Regions from separate parts of the Mus musculus genome. Here all the other regions are linked to region 3. Evidence: chromatin contacts called from public Hi-C and promoter capture Hi-C data. All regions are on one chromosome and are shown on one strand. Each heading gives the region's core, a stretch centred on a gene start, on an enhancer-like site or on the middle of the called end of the contact. The rest is flanking DNA. Distances are from core to core; before and after follow the strand shown.

Evidence for each region. Promoter capture Hi-C pulls out the DNA fragments that hold promoters and counts their contacts. A called contact is a pair of places that touch in the nucleus more often than the background predicts.
Region 1: a contact with region 3 is called in a promoter capture Hi-C map of pre-B cells. The contact joins the promoter of Eny2 here to the promoter of Rad21 in region 3. A contact is called at or near these places in 1 of 39 promoter capture datasets (pre-B cells) and 2 of 484 Hi-C or Micro-C datasets (CD4 T cells and pre-B cells).
Region 2: a Hi-C map of CD8 T cells shows a contact between it and region 3, with 9 times the contacts expected there. The contact joins the promoter of Ebag9 here to the promoter of Rad21 in region 3. A contact is called at or near these places in 1 of 39 promoter capture datasets (pre-B cells) and 3 of 484 Hi-C or Micro-C datasets (CD4 T cells and CD8 T cells).
Region 4: a contact with region 3 is called in a promoter capture Hi-C map of pre-B cells. The contact joins the promoter of Eif3e here to the promoter of Rad21 in region 3. A contact is called at or near these places in 1 of 39 promoter capture datasets (pre-B cells) and 1 of 484 Hi-C or Micro-C datasets (CD4 T cells).

What each region holds. Positions count from the first base shown.
Region 1 is chr15:44,426,248-44,429,689 of GRCm38.p6, forward strand. It overlaps Eny2 (ENY2 transcription and export complex 2 subunit), which reads left to right and starts at 1,864. Exons shown (of 5, transcript NM_175009.3): 1 at 1,864-1,995; 2 at 3,313-3,389. The coding sequence starts at 1,990. It overlaps Nudcd1 (NudC domain containing 1), which reads right to left and starts at 2,060. Exons shown (of 10, transcript NM_001113554.1): 1 at 1,415-2,060. The coding sequence starts at 1,529.
Region 2 is chr15:44,617,715-44,621,139 of GRCm38.p6, forward strand. Ebag9 (estrogen receptor-binding fragment-associated gene 9) reads left to right here and starts at 1,726. Exons shown (of 7, transcript NM_001357691.1): 1 at 1,726-2,193.
Region 3 is chr15:51,990,351-51,993,423 of GRCm38.p6, forward strand. It overlaps Rad21 (RAD21 cohesin complex component), which reads right to left and starts at 1,410. Exons shown (of 14, transcript NM_009009.4): 1 at 1,197-1,410. It overlaps Gm52217, which reads left to right and starts at 625. Exons shown (of 2, transcript XM_030248881.1): 1 at 625-1,439. The coding sequence starts at 719.
Region 4 is chr15:43,281,146-43,284,199 of GRCm38.p6, forward strand. It overlaps Eif3e (eukaryotic translation initiation factor 3, subunit E), which reads right to left and starts at 1,591. Exons shown (of 13, transcript NM_008388.2): 1 at 1,458-1,591. The coding sequence starts at 1,547.

The sequences.
Region 1 (3,442 bases), core at 614-3,113, 7.6 Mb before region 3:
AGACTCAAGTCAAGATCATCTGGCAAGTGATCTAGACAAATCAAGCTGACTAGAACTGCCTCTGCCAACTCGTAACTGAATGAGCAGTGAGGAGAACCTGCTGGCTTGAGCCATTAGGTTTTGTTCCTTCGAATTTTGTTTCCAATCAATTGGCTAACTAAACATGGCCGGATCATTTATTGACACAGAAAGAAAAGCAACAAAAAACGTCCAAGAGAAAGAACAAAAAGAAGGAAGCACCTCTCCTCTTATACCAGCCAACAGCTACCTGTTTTCCTTCACAACTCAAGTCCCTCATCAACTCCTACCGGAAGTTTTCCCAGGTCTCCAAACAAGTTGAGAAAACATACTCAGTTAGACCATTACATTTGCTCACGTTCCTCTCACTACTTGCCCATACTGTAATTAGATGTTTATTAGTGAATGGATTATGATTTATTAGGTACTCATGATTATACCAATCACGTAATCATCTCGATGAATCACAAAACAGGCCCACAACAATTACTTTTACACTTAAGAAACTTTAAAAACAAACAAACAAACAAACAAACAAAAAACCCAAGCATTTGTTGGTCTACTTGTTTATGTCTTTAATCCCAGCACAGAGGCAGCTGGTTATCTGTGAGTTCTGGGCCAGCCTGGGCTACAAAGCAAGTGCCAGGACAGTCAAGAATAGACTCCCTACAATCTAGATACAATCTAGAGAAAAGATACATAGATACATACATAAGTAACGCTTGATACTCAAACGTCGACTAACACCTCTAGATCACTATTTCTCAAAGTACAACCTATGGAAAACTTGTATCAAAATAAGAATCTGCAGAGACATGTATTTAAAAACACAAATCCCTGGACACTTTCCCTAACAAAACTACAATTCCTATGGTTGTAAAAAGGAGAATAGCCTCTAGGAAGTTACAGATAAATAAGTAGTAGCAGCAAGCAACAGTAAGCGCACTAAATCACTTGCCCTCAATAAATTGTAGCATGATCCAGGACCCGAGTATTTGAAACTGCTAACTGAATGTGGAAATTTTTCTCTCCCAAGAAATGATTCTGCGTCAGAAGGAAAAAGGGAGTTGGGGACTTTCCAAGGAGGTGTGGCTTCTCAGCGAACACGTTTACTAAAGGTAAGGTTTGGGAAGGAAGGACAACTTGAACCTTCAGAGCAGGAGCCAGAGATGTATGGGCGGAGAACATCCGAGCCTGAGCTGCGGACGCCTAGGCCAGCCCACAGTGCCGCGGCTAAGGCGCGGAAGGAAAGGGGGCATCCTCGGGTCCCCGCGTGGACGGCCGCTCTAGGTGCAGACCGGCAGGAGGTGGCTGGCTAGCCGGAGTGACAGAGGGTTGCGCCAATGGCAGCCTCAACAAGAAGGAACCGGGTGCGAGAGGGTGCCGCCGATCCCACCTGCATCAAGCTCCAGCTGGTAGCAGGGCAGCGGTTCGAGAGACAGCTTGTAGCCCTCGAAGCGGGGATCCAGCAGAGGTCTTTTCACCCGCAGAGAGCAATTGGCCGCCTCCATCGCGTTCCCCCGATCCCAGCAAGAGAATCAATAAAGCTCTTGTTGAAAGGTCCGCGCTTCACTCCTGGAACTGAGGCTGGGAAACGGCGTGGTTCCCATCCCAGACGACTCTGCGGCGCCACGTCTCTTCTGGGAAGTGTAGTGTCCATGAGAAATTTGGTTCTGTTGCAATGCTGGGAAATGTAGTTTTTTGATCCCTGAACCCACGTCAGCTAACAGACTCTGGACTTCCTTACCCAGAGGGCCGAGCGACCAGAAGGCGGCCCGCGCTAGTTGAATTCTCACATTATAGGCAGGGTGGCCAGATCCCGCCCCGGAAATGCGTGGTCTAGCTTTCTGTGTGCTTAGGTGCCCGAGCTACTGAGGGTCTAAGTCCGGGCAGCCGAAGAGTGTGGTAGGTAACGGTCGTCAGCGCAAGGGTCATTTCGTCGCTGGGAAGGGACGGCCCTCGCCCGCGGTGATGGTGGTGAGCTATGCCCGTGGTCCTCAGGGCCGGGACCCGGGCCCAGCCCAGGCTCCTTTCGATGTGCTGTCTTTCGTTAGCTTCCCCGACCCGCGCTCGCTCGCTCGCTCGCTCGCGGGCCTGTAGGGCTCTCCGACAGGGCGTGCTGCTGGAGTTGGCCGGGAGCCAGTCCCCGCTTTGTTTTCTGGCTCCTCCCCTCCCGCCTCTCCAGCTGTCTGCGCCGTGTTGCATTTTCCTAAAGAATGTCAGAACCGGGAGGGAGTCCCTAGCGCCCTGGTTTTACCAGTGAGAAAACTGAGGCCTTTAGGCATTAAGTGACTTGCCCAAGGTCACTATCCGTGATTTTAGGGGCCAAGACGAGACGAAGTTTTGCTGTTCTTGCTATGACACTGTCTAAACTTTTGCAGTTAATTTGGAAATGTTAAGCCCCAACTACAGAAGTAAAGCGTTGCCTAGTTATTAACCCTCTGTTCACCTGCTTCTTGCGCAGCCCAACTCTGAAAATTCTTTGTAGTCTGAATTTCCATACAGACAAGACGGAGAATTACAAAAGAAGATTCACACTAAGTAGGAAAACATTAACTTAAACCTGACTTTTAAATGGCAAAAATGCGCTCAAAAGTTAACCTTGCTTTTTTTTTTTTTCCCCTACACCTATTTTGGCATTGGTTGTCTGTTTTTTATTGAAAATGAAGAATTTCTCAAAGACTAGTTTGAAATTCGTTTTCTTACTTACCCTTCAGAAATAAGGATATGAAATCCAAAGCTAGGGTAGCAGTTGTAATTCTCCGTGAAGTTTATTGGGTAAAGCAAGCACATAGTCTTATTTCATTTTTCATAGTCGTATCTTTTATTAGTGTGCATGCTATGGCTTACCCAGAAATTGAATGCAGTTAAGATGCAGAAATGAACGCCAGTCAGATATTAGTGTACAATTAAATAAGGTGGGACTCCAAGTACCTGACTTCACATTCTGTCTCTGTGCCTCAGTGTTCTCATCTGTAAAATGGAATTGTGTCATTAGAGCAAATTTGGGGGTTAAATATTCTCAGTTTTAGGTACATAAGTGCTTAATGGTATTATAATAGTAGTTATTCCCTTTTTAAAAAGACAAAGAAAATAAACAATAAAGAGCTTATGAGGGAAGGGAATTGGGATACAGGAAATAGTACTAAGAATAATAATACCATGTAAGGTACTTAAAATTATCATCCTTTCCTTATTATAATGTTCAATGTATTAGGATGATTGTCTAGAGAGGTCTTAGAAGGAAACACTTTTCTAAATATTATGTATCTCAAAATGCATGTTGATGTCCAGGTTAGCAAGATGAACAAAGATGCGCAGATGAGAGCAGCGATTAACCAAAAGTTAATAGAAACTGGAGAAAGAGAACGGTGAGTAATAAATTGTATCAATAAAGTAGGTTTTACCATCTTTAATAATTATA
Region 2 (3,425 bases), core at 476-2,975, 7.4 Mb before region 3:
GCTTGATATGTGCCTGACTGCACTGAAAGCATTGCAAGTATTAAATGCACTTAAGAGGAGACCAGATTAAATTAATTCATGTTTACCTAGAACCAGAGAAAGAATCCTAAATTTACTTTTTCCTCATTGTTAGGGTAAGCATACTAAACTGCTGTCTTGGATTAGTGGTACACACCAGTAATCTCAGAATGCTGTAGAAGCTGAGGCAGGAGGGGCTTAAGTTTCAGGATTGCAAGAACCTTTCTCAAAGAAAATAAAGCACAATAAATAGTAATAAAAATATGGAGCAGATTGCAGTGAAGAGGGTGGGGGGTAGAATATTTCAGGTTACATGGATAGACGAATCATGGTGAGAGAACAAAGGCAGCTGAATCTTTAAAAAGGAATAGGAAGGAAAGGCTAGTTGAGGAAGAATTTGAAAAAACTGCTTTCAACTTTTCGATATATCATAAACACAAATATATGTACACACACACACACACACACACACTCCCTTGCCAGCCACTTCCTAATAGTAGCTTCTTAAGAATTCTTAGTCCAACAGAACAATAAACTCGGATTTTTACAAGCACACAAGATAGAAAAAGAAAAGAAAACATGAAAAGAATATGCTTGTGTACATACATACATACATATGTATGTATAAACGTAGAAGTGAAACTGTCTAGAAGAACAAGGATCTATCAGCGGTGGGAGGAAAAAAAGGGGGTAGGAGGTTGTATCTGTTCAAGTTACAATGTTTCCTTAAATGAAAGCATTTTTATGGAACAAAGTAACATGTACAATAAAAAATAAAAACCAAAAGTCAATCAAACAGCAGAAAAATATCCGATTGCAAGAGAGAACCCCAAAAAGACAAGAGCTGGGTAAAAAGGCTAGCCCCTGATGCAGGATATAAGGAGGGACCTAGAAGAATCACCCGCCTTACTTTCAGTTAAAAACTGGACTAAGATTTAAACAGAGCCAGATAAATTCTGAAAGAGACGTGTAAACGTCTCAGGTCCAGCAGTAATTGGGGTCTGTCCTAGTCACACCCAAATCATTTTGAGACAGAGAGGCTTCGCCAATGTTTCACAATCTAGATGCAGTTTCGCCTTGGCCCCATCTAGCAGACAGGTTTAAGGATGGAACAGGAGACTTGGTCACAGGCGAGACACTAATCTACAAAGGAGGAAAGGAAAACAACTTGGCAGGAGCCCAGTTGCTCCAGGACAAAAAAAAACCCAACACACTACTATTAACAAAAGGCCAAAGCAGTTGCACTGTCCCGACTAACCACGCCCCTATGCACTCATTGGCTTGCGACTTGCACGTCAATGACGTATCTATCCTCTATTGGGCCAGAAGTACGAGAGGCAGAGTGCGGAAGCCAGAGCCTGGAGACAGGGTCTGGGCGGGGAAACGGGCGGGGCCAGGGCGGAGCTAGGGCGGGGTCCGGGCGGGTTTTTGGAGAAGGGGCGGCCATGGCGGCTGCGCGGCGGCCACGGCGGCTGCGACGGAGCGCGCGCCCGGCTTTGAATGAGCGGAGCTGGGACTGAGCTGGCGGAGCGCGAGCTCGAGGCAGACAGCGGCTGTGCGCGCGCGCGCCTCGTGAGCGCGCGTGGCCCGCGGCAGCTCGGAGCCTCCGCCGGGCGGGCGGGGAGGGGGAGGGGCAGGTGAGTGTGTGCGGCCTGCGCGCGCCCGCGAGGGGCTTTTTCTCTACCCACCCGCCTCCTGACCCGGTCCGGCCTGCGGCTGGTGGCCGCGCTTCCCGGTCACCCTCTGGGTCGCCCCGTACTTCCTGCCCTCCCGCCTTTCTCTTCGGCCCTCTACCTCGACCTCCCACTCGCCGAGCCACCACTCTGGGGTACTGTTTCCGGGTCAGGGTGACCTGTGGGGAGAGCCGAGCGTGGCTTGGAACCGGCTCGTCCCTGTCCCCTCGCTATGCTGCGGTCCCGCACGGGCGTCCCGCCTGGGAGCTGCCGACCCGGAAAAACCCCACGTTCAGTCTTTCCCAAGGGCAATGTGCCGCCTTCCTGCCCTCCTCTACGGGCCTCGCACCTCTCGGGGCCGATCTGCCCAACATCCAAACCCCATCCCACCCGGCTCCCACCTTCAGCAGTTTAGAACGCCTCACATGCCGCCCGCCACCGGGCGTGGGATTGCGTAACCAGAAAGCTCGCGTGTGTGTTGTTTTGCTCATCTGTGCAGTGGGTATGATTTTTTTTTTTTCCGCCAGCAAGTTCTAGGTGGGTAATCTGAAAGTGAAAATTATTTTAGTTATGAGACTCACCGTTGAGTCATTCAGAAGATCTTAACCCACCTTGGTTAACTAACAGTCCCCGGGGTGTCAAATTCGAAGGCCTGATGGTACAGAATGTTCGGTTTTTACCACCAGCTTTCCAAAACTGCACTTCTGCTTTTGCTTACATGCCTCCGGTGTTGACCCTTCCTTGTCATGTTTGAGTTCAGGTAGATTTTTATTTGGGAGCTTTATGATATTTAACTTTAGCGAGTCACAGACCTAATTTGAGTATATTCTGTGCTTTCGTAGGTCGTGGGACTTTCAAGTAATTGTATAGACTTAGAAATGCAGGATTAGGACAGCATTTGATGACTCGTTTAATGAGTATCACCTGGCTTGGCTTAATGAATTATAGTTTAATTGATGTATACTCCAGGATCTGAAGAAATTGAGCACAAGGACAGATTGACCACGTCATGCAGGATTCTTTTTCTTTATGCCTTCCTCCCTTATAGGGAAATCTTTCTTAGTTGTCACAACAGAGCTCTTCTTCCTATTGTTTAATTGGAAATGCCATTTCTTCAAAATTATTTCTCTGGCATAAAGTTTCTGCATTTTCTTAGTCATTTTCGTTTTTAAAATTTGAGTATTTTGGTAGGTTATTTCAATATTGTCCAGTTCTAGAAAGCATTTTAAAACACCCAAATTGCAAAGTAGCTCCAAGTAAGTGTTTTCCTAATTGAGAATCTATAGGTGTTTTAGAAATCAGACTGTAGTGATATGTATAAAATTGAAATCGTTTGAAACAGAATCAGGGCCTTAGGATTCCCCTCCTCCAGCCACTGCTGATTTAACCTGTTTAAATTACTCAGACCATTTATAGGCCTTATCCATTATATAGGAATGGTGAAACTATTGAACTAAATTCTGAACATGTTAAGGGCCCAAGGAATGTTAAGTTTTTAATTTTTAATTCAAGAAATATTGGACCACCTAAATGCTGTCATTGGCTAAGATGTAGAGATAACAAACTAAACCACACTGGTGGGGTCCTGCCCTTCTAGGCTCTTTTTCCTTTGAATAAAAGCAAATGTAGAAAGAAACTCCAGATAGTGGTTGAGTAGCAGTGGGTGCCCCAGTGCAGGAAGTGTTTCCTGGTGTCAGTGCACATGTGTTACATAGGTGGTGCTAATCTATGTTC
Region 3 (3,073 bases), core at 160-2,659:
GTTGCCTCCAACCTTAAAGGTATTTACAATTTAAGAAAGCGACTTCAGTCTGTTCCAAAACCCTGCAGCCTTTCAGTTCACTGGCATTTGATTTTTAATAGGATTTTGCACCCTTGGTGGGGGTGGTGGGCACGGGACGGGACGACGCCGAAGCTCTTCCAATACAGTTTAAGGAGAGCAAATATTAACTTTCCTTTGTAAAGAGAAGCCGAAGTACAGAAGCCACTTCCATAAGCCATTCAAACACCAACGCGTTTTGGAACGCTGAAGACAGCTTAACAAATCAGAGAGCACGAAGAAAACGTCCACAGCGTTTCCCTCTTAAATTTGAAGAAGGCCGCTTGGTCTAGTTGAACACCTCGACAGTGTCACCTTACACTATCCTGGCAGAGCCTACTCAAAGCCTTTCTGTGCCACGAAAAAGGCACCCAGCCTCGGAACGTCTCTACAACACTCGATCCTTAGCCATTAAAGAAATTAAAAAAAAAAAAAAAGTTTAGAAAAGTTAAGGGGAATACCAGCTACACTCATGTTCTTGGAAGCAATGTTATTCGATCGTGTTTTAAAACAGCCGGTCCAATTTCTGAGATGCCCAACACACAAATATATACATTATAGAGAAATCCGGTTGAGGGAGACAGAAGAACAGGCGAGTGAGTCCACGATCCCTGCGGCCAGCACACGCCTGGCGCGACCCGGACCCCGGACTCCACACCCGATGCACCGCGCCCGCCCGCCCAGGAGTCTCCCTGACGGCTCCCGCCCTGAGTCCCGCGTCTTTGCAGACAGCCATCTTCCCCCCCGAGGGGGCGGCCAGCTCCGAGAGCGGGCTCGTTCAAACCTCCCCTTCTCTCCCCGTCAGCCCCGGGATCCCGCTGTCCCACCTCCGCGCGGCCGAGGGTCGCTTTTGTGGGCCCTGGACTGCGGCGGAACCATTAGGAAGTCAGCAGGCGCGGTGCACGGCCCCGGGGCAGCGAGGAACCCCCCCAGGCGAGGGCGGCCCCGGGACGTAGGGGGCCCGGAGAGCGCGGGGTCGCCGGGCGCTGCCCGGGAGCTGGCAGCACTCGGGGGCCGCAACGCCGGCCGCCTCGCACCGCAACTGCGGGCCGCGGAGCCCGCGCCCCGGGAGCAACCCGGCGGGGCAGAGCACCGGGGAGGGAGCCAGAGCCCGAGGAGGGGTCGGCCCGATCGCTTACCTGGATCTCGGCGGGGAGCCGGGAGGGGTGGGTGGCCCGGGGAGGGGGGGAAGGGTCAGGGGAGGGGGCGGGGAGAGGGGGAGCCCTTGTGCGGTGTAGCCTCGGAGCTGCTCCCGCCACCGCCACGGCCGCCGCCTCCTTTTCCGATTCACTCAAACAAACAAGATGGCGGCCGTTACGGCGCGGCTCTTCCGGCCGCCCAAATCCTCGGTTCAAATCGGCAGGATGTTTACGGTCAAAAAGGTACGTGTGCGCCTGCGCAACCCGCCGGAGCCGCCCCCCACCCACAGAAGGGGCGGCGCAGGCGCGCTGACCACTTCCTTGTCTCTGGACCAGCCACCTATTGGCCACGGAGCAGGCGCAAAGGGTTCCTTGAAGAGGTTTGCGGAGCGTCAGAGTTGGCAAATGCAGCGCCTGCGCAACACCGTGTAACTAATTGGGGTTTAACTTGAACTCGAGTTAAAGCAGGTCTTTGCTGTTGGCCAGTTTTCTTTGCGCCCGGCAAAAATAAAAATTATTTTAATGACCTTGTACAGCGACGAAGGAAACAAAAATCTTAAGCTAGCTGCTGGAAAAGTAAGGCCTAATTGGTTCGGCCAACCTGTGCTTATATTAGGTTTGCAGCAAAAAGCATGCTACCGAGGCCCTGGGAGAAATTTTTTGAGAGTAGATTCCTTTTACACGCAGTTCCTAAACTAACTTTGGTCTCCCATTCATGGAGTCTCATATATGTTCTTGAAAGTTCCCTTTAACAACATTTGATTCTCTGGCGGTGGTGGTACACGCCTTTAACCTCAGCACTCGGAAGGCAGAGGCAGGTGCATCTCTGTGAGTTCAAGACCAGCTTGGTCACAAGGTCCAGGACAGCCAATACTACACAGAGGAGCCCTATCTCAAACCAAAACAACAATAACAAAAACCAACAAAACAACATTTGATTCTTTGAAGCAGATGCTTGCTTATGGTTCATCAGTAAATTTCTTACTGTGGGAGTTAGCTACTGACAGTTTGGAAACACCTGCTGAAGGTGCGTGTGTCAACTTTAGGCAGTTTGCTTAACAAACCTTTGACAGGACAGATTTAATTAACAGATTTCACCTCTATTCATTGGAAAATAATCCACTTTCCTTTTTTTGGCTACGTAGTAATGACTTTTATGATTTGACTTAATAACTGACCGAGAAACTGCTTGCTGTCATTCTCTAAAGCCTTTTTATAAAGCAGTTCTGTTCTGCTTGTCTGTCTCATGATAACACACAACACATTTGAGAGAGGAAAACGGTAGGAGGATTATAAAACATACAGTAGCAGATTTTGGTTTAGAACTGCACACAGTTTTGCAGAGCTGTTCCTCGGAACTGATCAACTCTTGAAAAAGGATTATATATGTCAAAAACACTAGAGTAAGTAGGAAGCTTAGAGTAAGAGGATTGACAAGATTTTTGGGAATATCACAATGTGTTTTGGCATAACTTTAAAGCTTTTACAGTAAATGAAAAAAATAAGGTATAAAGCATTTGTTTAAAAAAAAAAAGCATTTGTTTAATAAAGAAAACTCCCCAAGTAAAATGCCTTAAGGTCTTGGACTAAGCAGAAGGAAATGGGTTTAAAACACTGATAAAACACTGATAATGATTTTGCTGTTTATCTGGATTTTGATAAGAAATGTCATTTAAGGATAAGATATGTAGTAAAATATAATCAGGCACAGACATAGAGAAGCAAAGAAGTTAGGGATAACAGTCCGTATTTCAAATACCAACACAATACAATATGTATGAATTAAATGAGTGAAAATAATCCCTCGGGGTGTGTGTGTGTGTGTGTGTGTTACATTTAAGTTTAATTCATAGTTACACCCACCTCATGGGAAAGGA
Region 4 (3,054 bases), core at 341-2,840, 8.7 Mb before region 3:
TCCTCTTGAAGTATTAAAGCCACCGTACTACCCCGGTAATAACATTCTTTTAGATGTTTCCCGAGTCTCAGTTATAGCCTTGCCTATGAATAAACAATCTACACTTACACATTCTTCCCTTAAAAACATAAATGCATTAAAAAACACAAAAATATTAAGTTCAGGCAGATCTAAAATATCTCTGCTACACTAGCAAGGTGAGAGACTTCAATATGTATATATCTATATCTGTATCTGTCTATCTATATATATATATATCATATACTCAGAAAATGAAACAAAAGACAGTCAGAACTTTTTCTCTCTAGTGTGCAGACTACAAAATTCAATGCAAAAAGAATATATCCATCAAGCTCATGACCCACCTGTCAAGACATTCTTCAGCATTTATTGAAAATTAATTTTGCTGTTCCCTGCTGACAATACACTTGTTTAGAAAACTTCCTATGAATATAAATACTATACCTGTCATATAAACCGTAGCTATCTGGAAGCGTATATATGTCATCAAAACAGTTTTACTAGACTTTTTAGAAAACTGCCAGTGAACACAAAATACCTGCCCCTGAATCTGCAGTTCCCTGTTATAATCTGTGTCCAGAAAGCACAACTTACTAACTCTGCTAGACAAAATTCTAGCCTTACACTTTACTTACTGTAATTAGTAAAATGCATCAATTTCTCCATAAAGCCAATATATAGTTAGCCATAATAGTTCTAATCCAATACTTCTTCTCAGTACCCCCAAACAAACTCCTAAATTCAGGACTGAAACGTATTAAGTCCCCAAACTACATACTTAGGACATCTCATTGAACATTTATGACTGAATCATACTTCGTTAAGTCTGAACATCAACACTAAAAACAAAGTTTACATTGCAGCTTGTGGGTTATTCTTGGTCCTCACTCTCATCTGACAAAGTACGCTACATTCCTATGAAATAAATATCTATCGATGACCAGGAAATTCACAGCAAAGTATCCACAACTTCAAGGAAATTAGAATGCCTGAAATGTAAGAGAATCTTGTAATGGGATTCTGAACACAACCCAAATCCAAGGCCATAGACTCAATTTCTAAAAAGAAAACTGAAATTTCCAATAGCATCCGTGGCGAGCCCAAAGCACTCGCTCAGCCAACGCAGCTTCAGGCAAAAACAGACATGGCCGCCCGCAGGATCCTGAGCCTCGGGCCAGGAAGCAAAGACCCCGGCGTCGCCAGAACCCCGCGCTGTCACCTCACCCCTCCGGACGCACAGCCGAGTCCCACCGCCCCGAGCACCCCGACAGCGCTACGATACGCGGGAAGCTGCTGTCCCAGGGCCCAGCCCGTGTCTGTCAGGGCGGCCCAAGCCGGCTTCCGGCTCGCACGTGTGTAGGCCCTGCCGCCGCCTCCCCGCGTCTCCAGGCGCCTCTCTCGTCCCTACGCCGTCCTCCTTCTCAAAGCTTCCTCACCTCTTTCACAGAGAGAAACTCAAGAAGCGGAAAGACCAGGTGCCGATCCAGAAAATGCGCGATGCGAGTAGTCAGGTCGTACTCCGCCATCTTGCCGGGGGAAAGGAGCGCTTGTTCGCTAAAACTTTATTGACAGCTCCGAGAGGCGGACAGGCCCCGCACTGCGCATGTGCAGTAGTGGCCCCGCCCAAGCGTGCTGATGACAACGGCAGCAGTTGCGCGTGGTGGCCTCTCCCTCCCTCCCCACGCCTTCTGGGTGGGGCTCAAACTTTGCACATAATTTCTCTTGTTTGGAAGTTCTGTCGCTTCTTGTACCAATAAAGAAAAGCTAGTTTTAAGGAGGAAAGAACCCAAGAGTTTAGTTTTACACATAAGTAGACGAAGTATAGCCTGCCTGACATCTACGTGGAAAGAGTACATATTTGAAACTACAACTAGGTCTCAAAGATCAGTACTAAAGCAATACACTATTAACTCTGGGTAACTTACTAATGGAACTGAAAACCATGCATAAAATTAAGCTGAAAGAGTGTTTGAAAGAGAGGTGAGGGAGGTTAAATCTAGGTAATTCACCTTACACAAATGGGGGCAAGTATGATCAAGCCTAGAAACTAGATCACTGAAATATATGTGATGGCTATTTATGGTGGTCAACTTGACTACATTTGGAATCTAACAAAATCACAAGCAGTTAGGTACATCTGTGAGAGATTTTTCTTAATTAAGCTATTTAAGATAAGACCTATCTTAAATCCATATCACTAAGATGAGAAGATCCACCTTTAATCTGGACCTTTAGGCAGGCTAAGTATAGAAAAAGAAGATTAAGCCCTTTGCTAGCTTGCCCTTGTTCTCCCTGGCAAGTTCATTCTTTCGCTGACATTAAAACCTAGTTCTCCTGGATTCCAGCTTATACTGAAGATCACCTAGGACATCCAGCCTTAATTGAACAGCTACTATATTCTTAGACTTTTCATTGGGAGACAGACATTTTTGGAATAGACTATAACCTGTAATCCATTCAAATAAATCCAATTTACACACACACACACACACACACAGACACACACACACACACACATCTTAGGGTTTTACTGTTGTAAACAGACACCATGACCAAGGCAGCTCTTATTAAGGACATTGAATTGGGGTTGGCTTACAGGTTCTGAGTTTCAGTCTATTATCATCAAGGCAGGAACATGGCAGCACCCAGGCAGGTTTGGTTCAGGAGGATCTGAAAGTTCTACCTCTTCATCTGAAGACTGCTAGCAGAATACTGGCTTCTTGTCAGCTAAGATGAGGGTCTTAAAGCTCACACTAACACTGACATACCTACTCCAACAGGGCCACAGATTCTAATAGTGCTACTCCCTGGGCTGAGCGTATACAAACCATAACACGCATTCAACCAGTCTCTCTCTAGAAAACCCTAACTAATATAACCTGGATGAAGGAGGGAAGCACCAGAGGATCCAAGAAGCATTTAGTTAAGTAAAACAGCTCTGATAGCTCATGGCAATAAATAAAGCCTACATTTGTATTTAAATTGTTCACAGCCATTTATTTATTTACATTTACTTAAATTATCCACAACAAT